Linked DNA regions of Zea mays: all the other regions are linked to region 2. The links are chromatin contacts, called in public Hi-C maps. All regions are on one chromosome and are shown on one strand. The core of a region is the stretch at or near the end of the contact, and the rest is flanking DNA. Distances in the headings are between cores, read along the strand shown.

Region 1 (2,700 bases), core at 198-2,697, 500 kb before region 2:
GAGCATGGATGATATACCAGTTTTACACTCTGTAGAGGTTGTGCATCTTTACCCACAAGTCGTGTTACCCATTTGCCAAGGGATCGCGACTTCCCATTCATCTCTACCGAGGAGACGAGGCAAGGTCCCACTATGTAATACCCAAATTGTAAATAATGAGAATAGAGTTGATCTCCTTATTTGTGTGACCTCTATTTATTAGCACATGTGAACACCCACATTTAAAAGGAAATAATTAACAAATGACACATGAATAACATATGCATTATGCTAAAGTTATTTGATTGTGCATTAATAAATAATAAAAATAAAAGTATAAAAAACAATACATTGATGTACAAACTAGAATTTAAAACCTAATTTGGAATCAAAGCTTTAGAGTAAGAAAAGAAAAATACTATATAAAACCGAGAAATAAATATATAATTATATAAACCTCACCATACTGGGTTGCTCAAGTTATGCATTTAAAGGGAGCGAAATTCCACAACTAAATTTGAATTCAAATTCGAAATCTAAAATTTGAAAAGAAAAGGAAGGAAAATAAAAAGAAAAAATAAAAATAAAAAATAAGAAGAATAGGCGCCGTACGGGCTGAACTCAACCTATGCTGGCCCCTTTCCTTTTCCCCGTGGCCCAAACTGCACCGCTTCGCCATGGGACGGCCCAGTGCTAGCCGGTTCCACTCCGCGGATGCGCACGCCAGCTTCTCGATTGGCTGACCGCGCGGGCCCGCTGCCCAGCCTCTCCATCGGTGCGTACGTGATTACTCAGGGCACTGGCACCGCGGGCCCAGGCGTCAGTCTAAGCCCCATGTCATACCAGACCCAGCGCAACCTCCACGATTCTGGTGATCGTGAGCTCCAAAAGTCGTGCTTGCATAACCGTCGCGCTGCCGCGTTTGAGGCTATAACGGGGGTACCTGAGTCCCTAGATCATTGCGTTGCGCTTCCATAGAACAAATTCCAGGGTTGCTTGGCATCGTGCGGGCACCGTGTGCTGGAGAGACCGTCGCGTTGCCCTCACGTCACAGCGCGCGGAGGGAGACCCGACCACCGTGTAGCGGAAGTCACCGGTGTAACCTGTGTGGGGTTTCCGTGCTCGCGGGAGGGAAAGGTGATCAATCGGTACTGCTTCCTCACCGGGCTAGGGCTTCAACGCCAAACGGTGGCCGGCGCACAGGACCTCTAGTGAGAACAACCTTCTCTTTTCCATGTCACGACTCCCTGCCGATGAGACTCCTTGGGCGGGGATTCCGGGGCTCGGGTTGGTCGCGACCTAGAGCAGGCGCGGTGTCGTTGCCGCCGAGCCGGAGGTAGAAGATAACGCCGTTGCCGTGGATGGCGGAGCCAACGGTGCGAATTAAAGCAACACGATAGTGTTTGGCCTGGGTGAATGCGCCTTGACCGTAGATCGCTGATCGTGTGGACTGGGTTGATCGCAACGTTTAGCCGATCGGTTTGCCAGCGCATACCGGTTGGAGGTGGGAAGATGTAATCGTGGCCCTTTAGTACAAATCGAGCGGCCAACGTTGAGTCATACCTTTTCGAAGTCCATTTTAACATCAGAACCCTCATGAATTGTGAATTGAACCCGCCATCCTTCTCAGTGTGGAATAACCACGGATTGAGCCCGGGATTTTTATATGACAGACCCTGAACTCCCGTAAATTTATGAGCGCAGACCAGAGGCATGGGAATTGAATAAAACAAATTAGGAAAATGGTTTTCTAGGCATAAAAATAATGCTGGTTTCTATTTAATTCCTAGAAAATGCATTTTAACTCCTTTTTAGTCCATTCCAGTTGCTATAATTTTGTATTAATATTGTTTATCACTTAGTAACACTGTTTTAGCATGAAACCTATACTAAAATTGATCCCTTAATTATTTTTTACCAAACACATAAAACCTTTGGAAAATCATAATTTAAAATCCGTAAATCCGAATTTAGTGATTCTTGTTCATACGATCTCGTTACAATGCGCAGAATATTATTATGTATTTTGTACTCATGTTTGAAATGATGTTAATTTATCCTTTGTACCATGTTTGTTTGTATTGTGGCGAGTAGACGAGTCAGTGGCCGAGGATCTAGGTGTTCAGCAGGTAGAAGTTGTTGAGCAGGAGCTCATTGAAGGCAAGTTGTGCTCTTGACCACTTTTATTTATCCAATAATGTTCTCTATAGTCATTTTATCATGCATAAGCTTAATTTTGATGGGACCTAATAGGACACCCTAGTATGGTTATCTTTACACCTTGTTTACCCCTGAAATTTTGGGTAGTCTTGGCTATTGCTATATATGGTTTTGGGTGTTGAGATAACTACTACACATGATAATTTTTTATTACTGTTCTATTTCTGTTCATGATAAGACAATTATGTTAATTGGAACATCGAGCTTAACTTGAGAAACACGTGCCACCACAAGGGTGGAATGAGACGCCCTTGACTGACTAAGTAGGAAAGCTAGTGGAGGACTACCTTACCCGAAAGGGGCAAGAGCAGTAGGGGAGTAGGCGTGTAGGGAGGTTCTTGGGTTGATTTTACTGCGATGGCGGTCAGACGGGGGATTCCTGCATTGCTCTTCCTAGAAACTGTAGTGAGTTTTCTGAAGCTAGTGGAACTTTGTAAAGGCCTCATAGTGGATCCCTAACCATTCACCTCGGCAGTGTCTAAGGGCTTGCAAACCCAGGCT
Region 2 (2,700 bases), core at 188-2,687:
GAGTGCCGGGGATGTAACCTTGTCGCGCCATTGGGTGACAACGACGAATAGCCGAGCATGATAAAGGAGCTGGAGAACGACGACGGACCCAAGCAGAGGAGCTCACGCGCGCACAGGGAAGAACTCATGGCAACCAGCAAGCAAATCGACGCCAGCGAGGGAGCTAGGACGCGGGTGTAGAACACAGAAGTGGGAGGTGCGGCCTGAGGACAAGCATAGGACTTCGCGGTGATGTGGGCGATGGGGACCTGCTCTTCTTCCGCGACACCACCGTTGAGCACGTCCGTCACGGCTGCGGCCATGGGGGAGGGACGTCGAGGGAGAGCACAGCAGGGAGCAAGGCGAGGCCACGGCGGGTGAGCTCCATGGCGCGGACAGAGAGGGACTCGGCGAGCTGGAGCTGGAGGTCGAGGGACGCCATGGGGAAGCCGCGTGGGCACTTACAGGCGACATGGACATACCAAGGAGGTGCGGCACAAGGAAGGAAAGGCAGGGGTGAGCGCCAGGGAGGAGAGAGGCTGAGACAGCGCGGCACACAAGGAAGATCCACGGCTGGGGAGGAGCGACCGAGCAGAGGAGGACCATGGACGGGACGTCGAGGGAGCTCGGCATGGGCGCGGCTGGGGAAGACGGCGTGAGCTGAAGCAAGATGCAGGGACGCGGCTGACTCCGCGCTGAGCTCCAAAACCGCGCTTGATGGATGGTCTGATGGCCGGAGGACGAGCGCCATGGGAGATGGGGCGCCGGCCAGAAGAGCAACGGGAGAGAGAGAGGAGCAGGGAGGGCGCGTGGACGGGCTCGGCCATGGAAGCAGAGAAGGAGCGCGCGCGTAGTTTAAAGCCCACAAATTTGTGTAAAAATAATAAATAAATAAATGAAGAAATAAAATAGTAAATTTCGATATCCCAAATTATATTTGGGCTTCGAATGTTGAGGATTGAATTTTGAAATCAAGAAATAACTTAGAAAAGAAGTAATAGAAAGAAAATTGTATTAAAGTCATTTACTATTTGAATAAATTACAAGGAGTAAAAGTATTATTCAGGTGAGACTTGTGATTGATATTTAGGAGTTTGAAGTTCAAACATGATTTTAAATTCAAAAAGGAATTTAAAAATGAAGGAGAAAAAAAAGAGAGAAGGGGAAAAAATAAATTAAAAAATATTGCAAATAGTAATATTTATATTTATATTATAATTATGTTGGATATTGGAAATCTAAAATTTAAAACAAAGATTTGGAATTGGAAGTTTAAATAAAATAAAAAGAAAACAAAACAAAAAAAATAGAAAAAGAAAAAGAAAACTCACCATAACTACCTGGGCCGATTTCTTCTGTCTTCGGTCCATCTCCTTTTTCCACTCCTGCACTGCATCCGTGCGCTTGGCCCGTTTCACTTCCATATGGGCCCCGCTCGCCAGTCTCCCAACCGCATAACACGCGCCGGCTTGTGCGCGTTGGATCCCCGCCCTGTGGGCCCAGTCGTCAGCTCGTTCCCCTACCTCAAACAGAACGTGATTCCATCGCCGCGCGCACCGCGAGTCGGTATCTCGCCGCGCCGTTCTCACCTGGATCTCCGCTCGGCCGTTGGGGCCGGTTCCGTGGCGCGTTGGATGCGGACCCCCCTAGTTATAAAGCCGTGCCGCTCCTTCTCCCTCTCGTCCCAATTCGCCCGAGCTAAAGCCAGTCGCCAACGCCAAAACAGAAGGGAGATCCGGGGTTGGGTGCGTCCGCCTATGCCGTGTCTGTCCACGCCTGGGGGAAGCTCGGAGGTTCTCTTAAGCTCGGGGATCATGTCTGTGGTATGGCCAAACCGCGGGAGTGCGTGCTGGCGAGGTAATTTCTTGTCGGAGCAAGTGCGACGCCGCTGTTCCGCCATACTGCGTCAACGACCATGCCCGTGTTGCCACCCGCGGTATGATCCTCCCTTGCGTACTTCCCACGATTCCCGCATCGGTTTTGGCACATCAGTTTTCGTGTTGGGGGTTGGCGGGGCCAGAGCCTGTCGCGCTGGCGGGGCGCCGCTCGGGGAATGGGGCTCGGACTCATGTGCCCTGGCAGCCGCCTTGGGGAAGAAGATCTTGTGACCATTGATTCCGTAATGGATGGCCTGGATTATATCATGGATACCCCTTCATTTCATAAAGATCTGGTCGTTGATCGAGTAGTGGACGACAGGGATTAAGTCGTAGATACCCCTTCAACTTTTTAAATATCGGCCCTCCATCTCTGATCGTGCGGCTCGGCTATGTCCATACCCCTTCGGCCTGAGCGTTATACAAAAGAGCCCATGTAGTTCATTAAAATCAACCTACCATCCACGCGGGGTGAATATGAGTCTTAGGGAAATTGTGATTTAGGCCCCTGTGTTTCTCTATTTTTATGCGCCCAGTCTAGAGCTCAGGAAAAACAGATAAATAAGTATAGAAATCGATTTTTAATGCAAAAATAAATCCAGAAACTTATATAATTCATATTAAATTTAGTTTAGCTTCAAATTAATTCATTCGAGAGACATTAATTTTGTTTTAATATTGTCTACCACTTAGTACCTCTGTTTAGCAATGAAATATGAATTAAAATTATTCATCTGAATTAATCCATACCATATACTCAATAACTCCAGAAATTCATAACCCAATAACCGTAACTCCGTTTTTATCCATTCTAGTTGCATTAGTCTCACAATAATATTTATTA
Region 3 (2,770 bases), core at 149-2,648, 460 kb after region 2:
CTAGGAACATGAATCATTAGTTTGGAGTTATAGTTATTTAGTTATGAATTTCTGAAGCTATTAAGCACTTAGACTAGATTAATTCAAATGAACAATTTTAATTCAAGTTTTATGGCTAAACAATGTTACTAGTTGATAGACAATATTAATACAAAATTATTGCAACTGGAATGACTCAATTTGGAGTTAAAATAAATTTAATATGATTTATACTTGTTTCTAGAATTTTTTTATATTAAAAATCAATTTCTATAATTATTTATCTATTTCTTTAGTTCTCTGGTCTACGCGCCAAATTCTAGAAAGGCCAGGGGCTTTCTCGCAAAAACCCCACAGACTCAGATCTAATGCGCTGATGGACGGCGGGTTGATTGGCCAGAAACAGAGGGGCTCGTTAGTAATTTTTATCAACTGAAGCGGTATCGGCCATCTCTGGCCATCCAATCAGAATCAGACGCGCCAGATCATAACGTGAACCGTTACGAGCCCGCGAGCGCAGGATCCCGATCCAACGGTCTACAAGTATGGTTTCCTTTCGCCCGCACATCCGATGATCATCGGCCGAGATTGACACGGCCGAATCGGTACGCTAGCTCACATCGTGAACGTTGATAATGAATCTAACGGTTGCGCATCAATCCGGCTGAGCGGCTACGGTCATCCGATCCCCACCGTACAACACGGGATCAACGGTCGTCGGCCTTCTTCTACCTCACCGGTTCTCTCTCTCTTCTTTTTTTTTCTCCAGCTAATCCGCTGCGGACGAGCGCCATGGACGCGACAACAAACTATTCCGAGCTCGCCATTCGAGCCCTATCTACCGCCCGGACGCCTCTGCTCCTACCTTACACGGCCACACATTCATCTTCTTTCCTACCCCCATGACCAGACTTGACGGCGCTACCCGACACACTTGTTGATAGACCAAAGCCCGAGCCTACAAACTGCTACCTGCACAGAAATATAAAGCGGAGACAGCTAGAGTGGTGATTCTCACTAGAATTCCCGACGCTCGGCTCGATTTGGCGATGAAGGCCCGGTCCGGTGAAATGCCGACCGCGCCCATCCACGGTTCGTCCGCCTGGCGTGCGCTGTGAAATCCCCACTGCAGTATAATTACGCCGAGACCCTTGCTTCCAGGTTGCCGTGTGGCAATGCTTCGCGCGTACTCCCCAGCGACTTTGCACGGCACCTTGCTTGAAGCCGCAGCTCCGCCAGAACCCGTACACTCGCGGCTCTCTCTCTCTCCGCATTCTCTCTACTAGGGCCATGTTTGTTGCTGCAGCCTAGGATTGGTCACGAGTGGAGAAAGGAGCATGGCGCGCCGCTTTTAACCATGGAGTCTTGGACTCCTGAGTCGAACGCCGAGGTCTCCGCGATTACGGTTGAATCCCACCGCGCACGGAGTCTGCGATGCCCTCCGCCAGCTACGGGTAGAAGACCCCTTCTCTGCCTCTGGTAAACCGGACCCACCAGTCATCCACGTCGCGCGCGCAAGAGGAAAGGAAAGTACTGACTCGGTGGGGCCACATGACAGCGACGCAAGGAGAATGACACTCGATTAGGTGCCCGACACGTGGGTCCACCAGGTCAGGAGAAATGGCTGCGGACGGTTGGTTAGTGGGCCGACCCAGGAAAAGCCAGCCCAAGCCGTGAATTTCTCTTTTTTCCTTTTTCTTTTCTTTTTCTTTTCTTTCATAATTTCTGTTTTCAAATTCTAATTTTCAAATTTGAACTTGTCTCACAACTTTGAACACAAATGCAAAAATACAAGAACCCAGCATATAATGCATATTTAATTTATACATTTATTTACACTAGTTAATAGTTCACTTGAGCCCATTTTTGGATTATGCAATAAGAAGTAAACCAAAACAAATAATCCCATAACCCCTTTTTTTATTTATAATACCCAATACTTATACATTTTTATAAATCCAATTATTTGGGTATTACAAATCTTACCCCACTTACAAAGAATCTCGTCCCCGAGATTTAGGAAGGACTAGGGAAAAGATGGGAAAAATCTATGCGAAGCTCTTCTTCTCTCTCCCAAGTAGCTTCATTTTCTCCATGATGGCTCCATTGCACTTTGCACATCTTAACAACCTTATTTCTTGTAACTCGAGTCAAAGTTTCAAGAATCTTGGTAGGATATTCCGTATACGTTAGATCATCTTGAACACTAAGATCCTCCATTGGTAGTTGCTCCTCAGGTACCCTGAGGCTCTTCTTTAGTTGTGACACGTGGAAGACATCATGTACATTCGCAAGATGATCGGGTAGTTCTAGTTGATATGCCACTTCTCCCACTCGCTTTAAGATCAGGAAAGGTCCAATGAAGCGAGGGGACAATTTTCCTTTAACTTTAAATCTCCTCATACCCTGGATCGGTGACACCTTTAGATACACGTGATCACCCTCCTTAAACTCCAGCAGTCTTCTCCGGGTATCAGCATAGCTCTTCTGTCTTGATTGTGCAATTCTCAAATTCTCTCTTATCATTCGCACTTGTTCTTCTACCTCTTGTATAAGTTTAGGCCCAAAGAACCGCTTTTCACCAGTTTGATCCCAGTATAGAGGAGTCCTGCATTTTCTACCATATAGAGCCTCAAACGGTGACATCTTCAAACTGGCCTCGTAGCTATTATTATAAGAGAACTCCGCATATGGTAAGCTCTTATCCCAACTTCCACCATGTTTAAGAGCACAAGCTCTTAACATATCCTCCATCACTTGGTTAGTCCTCTGTGTCTGCCCATCAGTTTGG

The links. A called contact is a pair of places that touch in the nucleus more often than the background predicts.
Region 1: a Hi-C map of bundle sheath shows a contact between it and region 2, with 3 times the contacts expected there. The contact joins two enhancer-like sites. A contact is called at or near these places in 2 of 25 Hi-C or Micro-C datasets (bundle sheath and endosperm).
Region 3: a Hi-C map of leaf mesophyll shows a contact between it and region 2, with 2.8 times the contacts expected there. The contact joins the promoter of LOC100277519 here to the enhancer-like site in region 2. A contact is called at or near these places in 2 of 25 Hi-C or Micro-C datasets (endosperm and leaf mesophyll).

Annotation. Positions count from the first base shown.
Region 1 is chr4:51,754,379-51,757,078 of Zm-B73-REFERENCE-NAM-5.0, forward strand. No RefSeq gene overlaps it. Among protein-coding and RNA genes, the nearest start is that of LOC100276939, 12 kb to the left of the region's middle. Within about 2 kb of position 1,448, at least 17 of the 20 cell types and tissues checked have an H3K27ac peak or open chromatin away from gene starts, as enhancers often do. A contact at or near this core is called in bundle sheath, where this site is marked.
Region 2 is chr4:52,254,179-52,256,878 of Zm-B73-REFERENCE-NAM-5.0, forward strand. No RefSeq gene overlaps it. Among protein-coding and RNA genes, the nearest start is that of LOC100284873, 63 kb to the left of the region's middle. Within about 2 kb of position 1,438, at least 17 of the 20 cell types and tissues checked have an H3K27ac peak or open chromatin away from gene starts, as enhancers often do. A contact at or near this core is called in bundle sheath and leaf mesophyll, where this site is marked.
Region 3 is chr4:52,710,296-52,713,065 of Zm-B73-REFERENCE-NAM-5.0, forward strand. It overlaps LOC100277519, which reads right to left and starts at 1,399. Exons shown (of 3, transcript NM_001151053.2): 1 at 998-1,399. The coding sequence starts at 1,271.